Linked DNA regions of Mus musculus: all the other regions are linked to region 3. Evidence: chromatin contacts called from public Hi-C and HiChIP or PLAC-seq data. All regions are on one chromosome and are shown on one strand. The core of a region is the stretch at or near the end of the contact, and the rest is flanking DNA. Distances in the headings are between cores, read along the strand shown.

What was found. Hi-C and Micro-C count contacts between places; a contact is called where the count stands out from the background. HiChIP or PLAC-seq counts read pairs in DNA pulled down with a chosen protein or histone mark.
Region 1: an H3K27ac HiChIP or PLAC-seq map of T-cell acute lymphoblastic leukemia shows a contact between it and region 3, with 3 times the contacts expected there. The contact joins the enhancer-like site here to the promoter of Usp36 in region 3. A contact is called at or near these places in 12 of 39 promoter capture datasets (the C10 cell line, the HPC-7 cell line, cranial neural crest and 9 more), 2 of 15 datasets of contacts at CTCF or cohesin (large pre-B cells and pro-B cells), 15 of 484 Hi-C or Micro-C datasets (the 63-12 cell line, B cells, CD4 T cells and 10 more), 12 of 115 datasets of contacts at active chromatin or transcription factors (the 230-238 cell line, T-cell acute lymphoblastic leukemia, embryonic hindbrain and 7 more) and 4 of 9 other capture datasets (adipose tissue, embryonic stem cells, liver and 1 more).
Region 2: a contact with region 3 is called in a Hi-C map of pro-B cells, with 4 times the contacts expected there. The contact joins the enhancer-like site here to the promoter of Usp36 in region 3. A contact is called at or near these places in 2 of 39 promoter capture datasets (the SN4741 cell line and hippocampal neurons), 2 of 15 datasets of contacts at CTCF or cohesin (large pre-B cells and pro-B cells), 7 of 484 Hi-C or Micro-C datasets (B cells, CD4 T cells, CD8 T cells and 2 more), 7 of 115 datasets of contacts at active chromatin or transcription factors (bone marrow-derived macrophages, embryonic stem cells, epiblast stem cells and 3 more) and 4 of 9 other capture datasets (adipose tissue, embryonic stem cells, liver and 1 more).
Region 4: a contact with region 3 is called in an RNA polymerase II HiChIP or PLAC-seq map of embryonic stem cells, with 11 read pairs. The contact joins the enhancer-like site here to the promoter of Usp36 in region 3. A contact is called at or near these places in 2 of 39 promoter capture datasets (the C10 cell line and pre-B cells) and 3 of 115 datasets of contacts at active chromatin or transcription factors (embryonic stem cells and large pre-B cells).

Annotation. Positions count from the first base shown.
Region 1 is chr11:118,084,832-118,087,531 of GRCm38.p6, reverse strand. It overlaps Dnah17 (dynein, axonemal, heavy chain 17), which reads left to right. Exons shown (of 81, transcript NM_001167746.1): 36 at 463-619; 37 at 1,360-1,464. Among named protein-coding and RNA genes, the nearest start is that of Dnah17, 43 kb to the left of the region's middle. Within about 2 kb of position 1,336, at least 10 of the 459 cell types and tissues checked have an H3K27ac peak or open chromatin away from gene starts, as enhancers often do. A contact at or near this core is called in T-cell acute lymphoblastic leukemia, where this site is marked.
Region 2 is chr11:118,102,833-118,105,532 of GRCm38.p6, reverse strand. Dnah17 (dynein, axonemal, heavy chain 17) reads left to right here. Exons shown (of 81, transcript NM_001167746.1): 19 at 863-1,117; 20 at 2,041-2,210. Among named protein-coding and RNA genes, the nearest start is that of Dnah17, 25 kb to the left of the region's middle. Within about 2 kb of position 1,317, at least 40 of the 459 cell types and tissues checked have an H3K27ac peak or open chromatin away from gene starts, as enhancers often do. A contact at or near this core is called in CD8 T cells, bone marrow-derived macrophages and pro-B cells, where this site is marked.
Region 3 is chr11:118,288,695-118,291,506 of GRCm38.p6, reverse strand. It overlaps Usp36 (ubiquitin specific peptidase 36), which reads left to right and starts at 1,263. Exons shown (of 21, transcript NM_001033528.1): 1 at 1,263-1,550.
Region 4 is chr11:118,033,173-118,035,872 of GRCm38.p6, reverse strand. It overlaps Dnah17 (dynein, axonemal, heavy chain 17), which reads left to right. Exons shown (of 81, transcript NM_001167746.1): 73 at 1,497-1,630; 74 at 1,895-2,137. Among named protein-coding and RNA genes, the nearest start is that of Mir6933, 32 kb to the right of the region's middle. Within about 2 kb of position 1,337, at least 12 of the 459 cell types and tissues checked have an H3K27ac peak or open chromatin away from gene starts, as enhancers often do. A contact at or near this core is called in embryonic stem cells, where this site is marked.

The DNA of each region.
Region 1 (2,700 bases), core at 87-2,586, 200 kb after region 3:
GCAGACTTCAGGTCTTGGGGGCCAGGCAGGAGCCCTGCTTTAGGCTGAGCTCTTGGTCCTTCACTGGCTGTGTCCCCAAGGAGTGGCTTCACCTCCCTGAGGTCTGCAGAACAGGGAGAGAGCTACAGGAGCCCTCATGAGTGTGCAGGGACTGAATCAATTACAAGATAATAAAACCACTCAGCCCAGAGGCTGCCCAAGACACCCTCAGCATGTGTCTGACGAGTCCCCAGAGTCCGTCCCCCAAACCCACAGGAGGGCCATGTCTTGCACCCACCCCTGTCCCTCAGCACAGTGACCACCCCCCCCCACCCACACACACACATGCACACATACACACCAGCTCTGACTTTGGTCTCTGGGCCCAAGTGAGTACAGCGGCCCCACAGTAAGCCGAGCAGAGCACAGTGGGGTGTGGGTCACAGGGTCACAGTGCCCCAGGTCAATCAAGGTCCTCTGTAGGTGCTACATCACGCTCACGCAGTCCCTCCACCTGATCATGGGCGGAGCCCCTGCAGGCCCTGCTGGCACGGGCAAGACGGAGACAACCAAGGACCTGGGCAGAGCCCTGGGCACCATGGTGTATGTCTTCAACTGCTCAGAGCAGATGGACTACAAGGTATGTGGCCAGGGCTGCGGGTCCCCACCCAAGAGCATGTACACCCAGAGTACCCACTAGCACTTGTGGAGGTAGAGGTCCCGGCAGTTCCATGACTGTCCCCTATGAATAGAGACACACACACAGGTAGGAGTACCTGATTGGCGTTCAGTGTGGGGTTAGGGTGAAAGTAGTGGCCACCGGGTGAACTCTGAAGGGGACAAGGACAGGTCCATCAGCTGCAGGGTCATGTCTTCTCAGAGGACTAAACAGGAGGGGAGGGACTCTGACAGTAACAGTCCCAGCATAAAAGGGAGGAGTTGGGGCGCCCTCCCGTTGGACGAGCCCCACAGCCTAGTGGTCCCATCCTGAGACTGAGGACAGTGGCCAAGACCCCTGCTGACTGAAGGTCATACCAGCGTGTCCCCCTCAGGGGCCCTAGAAAAGTGAAGTCTATTGATCCTAGAAGGACTTCTGTGTGAACTCCATGGGTGTGTTGCTGACCCTGCAGGGGACAAAATGGCATAGTCACACGAAAAGATCTTCCTGGAGCCCCAGCCCACCTCAGAGGATCCCTTCCTCCATGTGCATAAAATGAGAAGACAGGGGTAGGGATTGGGGGATTTCTTAACTTGATGTTCGCTTAGAAAAAACGCTGGGACCCTGCGGGTCAGGTGTACAAGGGCGCTGTCTCCAGACACCTGCTTCCTGCAGGCCTCTGGGGGCCACTCCCTCTCTCTGATCTGACTTTCCCTTTGTAGTCCTGTGGAAACATCTACAAGGGCCTGGCACAGACGGGAGCCTGGGGTTGCTTTGATGAGTTTAACCGGATCTCGGTGGAGGTCTTGTCTGTGATTGCTGTACAGGTAGGGCCCTTCTGCTTAGTCTCTGGGTCAGTGGGGGACCCGGAGTTGTGCCCAGTTTTCCTGGCATCTCAGTCACCAGAGACCCTCCTGTCTGACCACCCCAACAGCCAAGCACTGGGCAGGGAGGTGACACAGTGAGGCCTCAGATGCCCTGCCCTGGCTCCCAGGGGCCCTTACACACAGAGGGGACAGTAAGGGTCCCATACAGGGAGGTATAACTGATTCGGCCTGGGGATGCTAACGTAGAGAGCTACTTTGGGTGTGGTAGCTCATGCCTATAACTCCTGCCACTTTGTGATATGAACCCAGGAGGATTGCCACAAGTTCAAGGCCAGCCTGGTCTATAGAACAACCTCTAGGTTAGTCAGGACTATAGATTAAGACTTTGTTTTGTAAGACAGAGAAGGGGAGAGAGAGAATATTTGATAACCCTTAGTTGGCTTTGAGATTGTACTGTTTGGCAGCAAACTAGACCAAAATGGTACAGAATGTCCAACGACCCTCCCTCTGCCTGCCACCCACACACACACACACCCACACCCACACCCACACACCCACACCCCCACACCCCCACACCCACACCCACCCCCACCCACCCCCCAGCAGGCTGTATTTATAGTCTCAAGGAAAGGAAGTGCAGAATACAGACAGCTGGATTGATCACAGCTGCTCTGCCTTATCTGAACATGGTTTGAACAGTTGGCTGCCTGCAACCGGCTGGAACTCAGCTGTGGGCTTCAAGAACTAAGTTACAATATCTCCATGCATCGGTTGGCGTTCACTAGATAATCCATGTAGGGAGAAACCCTTCCCCAAGCTGGAGCTCTGTGCAGAGGTGGCCTCAGGCCAGTCAGGTGAACTTGACAGAAGAGAATGAAGCACTCTGGGCTTTGAAGAACACGGCAGTATCTCAGTATAAACTAACCAGCCAGAGCGGATGGGGAAGGAGTGGTTGTGTGTCCAGGGAATTCCCTAACCCGGCACAGAACAGCAATGGGGAATCCAAGGCAAAGGGGGTACAGGGTGGGGGCCATGTCAACACCCCAAGCTTTTAAACTCACCCGCAGGGCTCTGTGTTTCAAACAGGAGCCCCAGCAGTCCTGGTGCCCGACAGACTGGATAGACAACGGGCTCTGAGGTCCTCCAAGGCTGGCCTCCAATCTCAGATCAGCTTGAGACCCCACCTGCAGAGCCCTAGGCCAAGGCCCGACTTTGGAGGTCCTCACGAACCAGGCC
Region 2 (2,700 bases), core at 68-2,567, 190 kb after region 3:
TAATAAAGCAAAACAAAATAAAAACTCTTGCTAGCATGAAGGAGTCTGCCCCTCTTAGAGTGCCACCAAGCTCAACAGGACAGCCAAGGGCTCAGCCAAAGTCACCCTCTCCCTGACGGACTGACCCATCCGAATCCGTGCTCCTTAGCCACCTCCGTCAAATCAATGCCTGGACTCCGTGGCTGCTCCCCTCTCCCTCGTTTTTATTAGAAGATTAAATGTGTACAATGAGAGCTAATGAAGGGGGAAAGGCATCAGGATCAAAATAAAGGCATAAGTCACCAGCAACGGGGAAACATGTAAAAATGCCCTGTAACAGAATGTTGCCTCCTGTGGCATTGCCAGCCAGGAGCAGGAGGGCGTCTGGAAGTGAGTTTGAACGGCAGATCTGAACAGAATATACTGAGGAATTTTAAAGGCCTCGGAAGTGACCAGGTGTACATTCAATCGATTTGTACATACCATAGATAGCATGCATGCAGAGATTTAACTAGAGGGTAGTTTTCTGGGTTTGTTATTTTAAAAATGTCCATACATACCCCCTCCCCCAACAGTCCATGTGAGTCGCTCGCTCTGTGTCCCCTTTGTCCATACCAGCACATTGCACACAACCAAGGTCTGTGCAAATACAGAATGGATGAACTGACACCCACGTCACCCTGGGATCAGACAGCTCAGAGCCACCCTTAGCAAATCTTCTTTCAGGGGTGGGGTAGGGGCGCTGCACACTGACAGACACCCCCTGCTTCCATTCAGGACTCTCAGCAGCACCCACAGAAGGATGCTCTTCCAGGTCTGGGGGAAAATCTGTCTCTCATGAAGGCAAATGACCCAATCTTTGTCCCCACTCCCACCCCGGCAGTCTGACCTAGAGGATATCACAGACCTCATAGAGATGCGGGAGGAAGTGTCCAGCCTGGTCATTGGAGCCATGAAGGTGGCTGAGGAGTACCAGGACTCCTTTGAGAGGTACTCCTACCTTTGGGTGGATGACCTTCAAGAATTTATGAAGAACTTCCTCATCTTCGGGCACGCGCCCACCCCTGAGGAGCTGGACACCAAGACGGACGACACCATCCCCAAGACACCACCTACCCTGGCTCAGTTCCAGCAGCAGGTGTGTATGGTCCTGTTGTCCTCCTGTGTCACCTCCCACATCCTCGGGTAGACGACCCCCTCCCCACCCCCCACAGGCCTGATTTGAAAGTTGGGTGGCCTGATTGCTATGTAGGTTTTAAATTTGCTCCTGGTGAGGCCAGGAGAGAGAGCATGCCTTACCGCACTATGCCACACGGGGGAGCACCACTGTCACAGGAGGAATAGCATGCCTTACTACACCACGCCACATGGGGGGGAGCACCACTGTACCAGAGAGGCAGCCAGGGAGAGAGAAGAGGCCTCAGCAGGATCTACCAGGCTTGTAGTGTGAATGACTTCAGTTAGGTCAGGTGAGGGCACTATGCTGAGCTGGCTGGTGTCCCATCCTGTGGCAAGTAGGACAGAGGACTGATCCCTGAGAATAAGAGTCCCTAAGAGCCAGATAAGAGGTGGCTGGGAGCACTACACTCAGGCCAGCTCCAGGTGAGGTCTGCAGTCTAAGAATCGGCCTTCAGGGTCAGCAAGAGCTCAGGTGTCAGAATTGGGAATCTAGAAAGTGAAGCAATCCAGTCCTGAGGTTGGTCTTGGGCACAATGAGAAAGCCCTCTCCTCCCCCACACCAGTGAGAAGAAAGATGGGATGGCTCAAAGTCTGCAGGTGCTCCCATGAGTTAAGGGGTGCCCTTTGGGAGTCCCCTCCTGCTCCAGAAGCCTTACTGTAGTCACCCAATCCCATCCTCTTCTGTCTATCTGTCCCCTCCTAGAGGTGGGGCAGAAGGAGCTCTGAGGTGTTGGGACAGGGCAAACAGGTAGCAGTGGTCTCAGCCTCTCTTAAGCTGCACCCTGGGCCACCTGGCTGCCCTTCACAGCCAGACAGGAAGCGGCGATGGCTAGTGGGGGACACACAGCCATGGCTGATGGAATCCACGGCTGTGTTGGGCAGATTGACTCGTATGAGAAGCTGTATGAGGAGGTGTCCAGCTGTGAGAACACCAAGGTCTTCCATGGCTGGCTGCAGTGTGACTGCCGCCCCTTCAAGCAGACCTTGCTCAACACCATCAAGCGCTGGAGTTTTCTGTTCAAGCGATACCTGAACAACCACGTCATCAACAGGTGAGGCCATGGCCCGCTGCTGCAAATCTGAGACTTCCCCGGACCCCCCCCCCCCCGACAGCCTGGGAGAGGCACCACGGACTTAGTAAGTGGCTCAGTGGCCTGATCTGAAAGTTGGGTGGCCTGATTGTGATATAGGCTTTACATTTATTTGCTCCTGGTGAGGCCAGGAGGAACAGCATGCCTTACCACACCATGCCACACGGGGGAGCACCACTGTCACAGGAGGAACAGCATGCCTTACCACACCATGCCACATGGGGGAGCACCACTGTCACAGGAGGTGGTGCATGTGGTTCCTTGCTGTGACCAGTGCAGGGCAGGTAGAAGAGTGAAGTACCTGTCAGGCTCTGTGTTGAAGCCTTGAGCCTGGCAGGAAGGCTGGGACAGCCCAGTCATTGCACAGGAAGGTCACCGACAGCAGCATAAGCATTCTCTCTAACTGAGCCCATCTGGGCGGCTGGCTGCTCTCAGCTGTGGCTTTAAGATA
Region 3 (2,812 bases), core at 14-2,513:
TCTGGATTAAAAACCTAGGTCTTATGCCAGGTGCCAGCTCCCACACAGGAAGCGTGCTAAAACAGTGAATTTCCCAGGAACTGTATCAGGCTCGGGACAGCAAAAGCAGTAATTCATTGTAGCCAGCCTAGAACAGTGGGTTTATAGAGCCAGCTCCAGCCAGACACAAAGAGTGGTCAGAGAACAAAGAAGTCGGTCTAAATAAAGAGGGAGGATTCTGGGACTGGAACTCAATAGTTAATAGCCCCTACTTCTCTTACAGAGTACCAGAGTTTGGTTCCCAGCCCTCACACTGGGAGCTCACAACTTAGAGCTGCCTGTAATTCCAGTTCTAAGAGAGGATGAGACACCAGTGGCCTCCACAGGCACCTACACTCAGATATTCTTCCCCTATACGTATGTAATTCAAAATCTTTTTAAAACTAAGAGAACTTTTTTTTTCTAATTTAGGTCATATGTGTCTGCCACATGTAGAGTTACATGAGATTTTGAACCACCACTGTATGGGTGCTGGGAAGTCCTTGGAAAGAACGACAAGCCATCTTAACCTCTGAGCCATCTTTCTAGCTCTAAAAGGGACATTGGTATAGGCTAACAGGATTTGGTCTTTGCCATTACTACCCCATCAGCCCCCACTCCCACCCCCTTTTTTAAAGACAAGGTTCTGCTACGTGGTCCAGAAGACATTCTCCAATGATCCTCCAGCCTTGGCCACTTAAGTTAAGCGGTGGAGTGGCTATAGCCAGCATCTCAAGGATCCCAGAGATGACGTTTAAGTTCTGATCATCCCCCACCCCCTCCACTCCTCAGAGTTGCAGAAACTGCTTTCTTGTGCCACAGCGCCTGTTTCATGCAGTGATGGATGGAACCCAGGGCCTCATTCCATGCCCGGCTTGCTAGGGTTTTTTTTGTTTTTTTGTTTTTTTTCAAAAGGACGCCTGCAGGTAAGAACTAACGAACGGTGAATCTTCAAAGCCTCGGTGGCTTGCACTGAACGTGAGCCCTGAGCTCCTCGCCGCAGCACACTGGGCCTGCGCACTGGCAATGTCAGGCACGCAAGCGGAAGTGACGCCACTCGCGTACACCGCGGGAACCACGCCAAGCCGCAGCAGGGTCTCTGGACTCCGGGACGCTTCCGGAGCTTTTAGCTCTACGCGCTTGCGTCATCGCGTAGACTGGCAGGCCTGCGGGGCGGAGGGGTGACGTGTGCGTCGCGAATAGCAGAGAAGGGAGGGTCCAGGGAGACAAGTCGCCGTTAGCTCCGCCTCTTAAGGCGAACGTGCCCTTCACGCGGACTCAGGGAGCACATTGCAGTGCGGCTCCTTTAAACGTCGTGGTGACACGTGTGTGAGGCTCTGGAGGCCCGGATGGTGCGCATGCTGGCCCGGCCCGGATCGGACGCTGGTGCTGCGCGGGCCTTCCGCGGGTTCCCGAGAGGCCTAGGAGGTCGAGGTCGGGCGCGGCGGAGCGCAGGAGCTTCCGCGGGGCTTGGGACGAGGAGGGTGCGCGTTCTACCCGCGGGTTTTGGGGACTCCAGCGAAGGCTGACAGGTGCGTGCGTGGCCGGCGAGGGCACCGGGGAACGCAGAAAGAACATCGGACGCAAGGGACAGGGATCGCCGGGAAGGACAGGGCGTGAGAGGGGCGTAGGGCAACACTGGAGAAGGTTGGGGTGCGAGGGACTTGGAGGAACAAGGGATGCCAGGGACTCCGAGGAAGGGACAGGTGATGTGAGGGGTGCCTGTAAACCCTAGCGTAGCCAGGGAATTGCATCAGTCTTCATCCCAGGGAGCTTCTGGAACGTGAGGTCGCTGGGATCGCGGTTGTTCTCTCAGAGCGGGTTTTCCTTTGAAGGTTCCCGGAGCTGGAAATCTTAGGGTGGAGGTATAGCTGTAGTCCATTTTATAGACTAGGGCAGGGTCAGATCCTTAACACGGATCCACACCGAAATGTAATAGCAGGATAGCATTCTAACCAAAATGCCCATTGCTTATGGTGTGTGATTGTGTGTGCGCGCGCGAGCCTGCCTGCGTCTGTGGCGTGACCCTTGGTGATGGAGATGGTGGAATAGCATCCTAAGACAGGGAGGCACCTTGGATGCCTGAGGATGCCAAAGAGCATGTAGTTCAACTGTTCCCTGACTTGGAATGCTCTGCGGTGGGATGCCTTGGAGGCCCCAGCTCTGTCTTCGCCAGCATGTAAGTGACCCTGAGAATCTGACTTGAGTATTTCTTGGAAAACAGCTTAAAGAGCTGAAGGAAATGCTTTGTTTAAATGACATCTGTCAGAAGGGAGGAGCCAGGCTTGAGTTCCGAATTAGATATGTAAATTGGGCGTGCAGAGTATCCTAGTCCTTGAGAGACCTGGGTCGAGGAAGCATCCCGGTTGGCCTGAGAGTCACACGTGCTGCGTGTGCATGTTAGAGGGTTTGCTGGGAACTACACGAACATTTTTCTCGCTCCTACATCACATAGCCGTATCTTCCAGGTAGAATGATAGACACTTTTTTCCTGCTATAGCTTCAAAAATGATCTTGGCTGAGTAGCCTGCCTTGGTCCTAAGGCCCTTGTGGCAAATGCCTTTGGGTTAGTGTTCCCATTTGCTCATCCCTGAACCATGTTGGGCCAGGACAAAGTTCTCACCTCCCCGTAGGGAGGCATGTGTGGTTTTGAAAATGATGTTTGTGTGGTGGGGATTTTCAGAAGCCAGGCCACCTCCCATCTGCATTCTGTTGGGGGTGGGGGCGTTGGTTAGATGGAGTTCTGAGGCATTCTGCAAGGCAACCTGGGAATGAAGAGGTGAACCAAGATTGG
Region 4 (2,700 bases), core at 88-2,587, 260 kb after region 3:
CCCTGTCTCAAAAAACTAGATAGATAGATAGATAGATAGATAGATAGATAGATAGATAGATAGATAGATAGATAGATAGATAGATAGATAGATAGATAGATAGATAGATAGATAGATAGTGCCCCCACCAGACCAGCACGTGGATAAGCTGTTGTAGCATTTTCTTGGTTGGTGGTTGAGAGGGCAGGGGGGGTGGGGGGTGTCTAGTCCACTGTGGCAGTGCCACCTTAAGCTGGCGGTCTGGCTGCTGTAAGAAAGCAAAGTGAGCAAGCTGGAGAGCAGCATGCAGCACCCTTCCACAGCCTCCGCCTCCGGGTTCTTGTGACTTCCTTCGTGATGGACTGTGACTGAGACGGAAGCCAAACAAACCCTTTCCTCCCCAGGATGCTTTTCATCATGGTGTGACAAAGAGCAAGAGACCCTGACTAAGACATCTTCCTGCCTGTTCCCTCCCTTCTAGAAACAGCCCCGACTAGGTTACTTTTATCACAGCTCAGGGGCAAGACACTGCAAAAGGAAACCTGGGAAAGGGTTGTCTGGGTACAGTTTGAGGGGAACATCGGGCGGCTGGTCACACCACACCTACAGGCGGGCGGGCCTTCAGCTCAGTTCTCCTTGCTCAGCAGCTCTCAACCTTGCTAACTCTGTGACCTTTTAATACAGCCCCTCAGGCTGTGGCCACACCCAACCGTAAAACATTATTTTCATTGCTACTTCCGAGAATTGTAATGGAAACGTTGTGTCTCAGGTAACCCCTGTGGAAAGGTGGTTCTGTGACCAAAGGGACGCAACTCACAGGCTGAGAAGCACTCTTTGTTTCTCAGCCTTGCTAGGACAACAGAGCCTAGGGGCAGTCCCACTCACACTGAGGTGCCCCCCCACCTTCTTTTTTGAAAAACCCTCATGGACCTATCTAGAACGGAGTTTTCCATGGTGAAGCTATACCTGGTCATGCTGGCAATGAACATTACCCATCATAAATCTGAAGGAAAAAAAAAAAGCTTAAGCCGCTAGAGCCAGAGCTTGTTATGGGCTGTTACCCCATCGGCCCAGTCCAAGCTTCTTCCCTGACCAAAGTGGAGAGCTCAGAGCTCACAAAAACACAGTGGTGAGGGTCTCAGCGAGGGGTGAGGGTCTCAGCGAGGGCAGCCCCATTTCCATGAAATGCCTGTAATGGGCTGACGCACAGGGGCGGAAAGCAGACAGCACTGCCAGGCAAGGGGAGCAGAGAGGGAGTTCAAGGTCACAAGGCGTTGACACATTCTGGGGGTGGTGATGGTGGTACCAGAGAGACAGCTGCACAGCAGGGCCAGTTTCCCGAATGTCCCTGGGCCACACCTTTCCAGATGGCCGAAGCATGGTCGTGTTACGGGATATGTGTTTCCACCCCACAATAAACAAGATGGGAGGCGTGCAGTGTTCCCGGTTGTGGAATGCAGTGCCCGAACCACGGTTCTGAATCACCCCTGTACTTTTCCTGTTTTCCCTCTTTTTAGGGAAAAAACTGGGATTTACCATAGACAATGGGAAACTCCACAACGTGTCCCTGGGGCAAGGACAAGAGGTGGTAGCTGAGAACGCGCTGGATGTGGCTGCCGAAAAGGGACACTGGGTCATTCTGCAGGTGAGGGCTCTTCTGCCATCATGGTCACGTCCCTGGGGATGGGATAGAACCTCCCATTGCTGGGGCACCACTCTACGGCTCCCCAGCACAGAGCCCCTCCATACCCCCTTACAGCTCCTAAAAGGGTGCTGGGGACCACGCTGTCTATGCTTTGAGCCTGGGGGGGGGGGGAAGCAAACAAGGTGGATCCTAAGGCTGTTACCAGGAACACTCCACACCAGTTAGGGTTGACAGGGTTGGCCCTGTGGGGTCCACTCAGGCCTGAGGCAGGGCTCCTTGCCACAGAACATTCACCTGGTGGCGAGATGGCTGGGTATCCTGGACAAGAAGGTAGAACGCTACAGCTCGGGCAGCCATGAGGACTACCGAGTGTTCATCAGTGCTGAGCCTGCTCCCACGGCTGAGACGCACATCATCCCCCAGGGCATCCTGGAAAATGCCATCAAAATCACCAATGAGCCTCCCACGGGCATGTATGCCAACCTGCACAAGGCGCTGGATCTTTTCACGCAGGTAGGGAGGGTGACACTGGGTGGGTCCACCCACGCGTGGCCAGGCAAAGGAGACACAGGCCCAGCAAGCTGAGATGTCCCTCTTGAGTCCCAGAGACTCCTCCATGCTGGCTTCCCACCCACACGAGCATACCAGCACACTAATGTCACATCAGAATATGTCCCTGAAAGGGCAAACTCACCTACCTCTTGCCAGCATCACTGCCCTGTCAGTTGGCAGGGGTGCCTGTCATTACTGTGGAAGCCCTGTACCATCCTGGGTCACAGCACTCCCTGACACCGCCCCTCCACCCCGGAGGTATGAAGCTTACTTGGGCCACCAAAGCTTGCTGCTAGGGACAATGGATGACAGACAGGTGGTGATGCTGTCCCCACCCTCCAGCTCCATAACCACGTCCTCTGATACCACCCTGAACAAGGCAGTCATGTGATCAGGCCCTTCTCCCGCGATGGCTTCTTGTTCCCTCCATAGAGGAAGGTGGGTGCAGGGGCTTGCCCAGTACCCTAGAGCTTCAGGGAGCACCAGGCCTGCTTGGCTGGGTTTCTACCTCCACACAGAGCTCC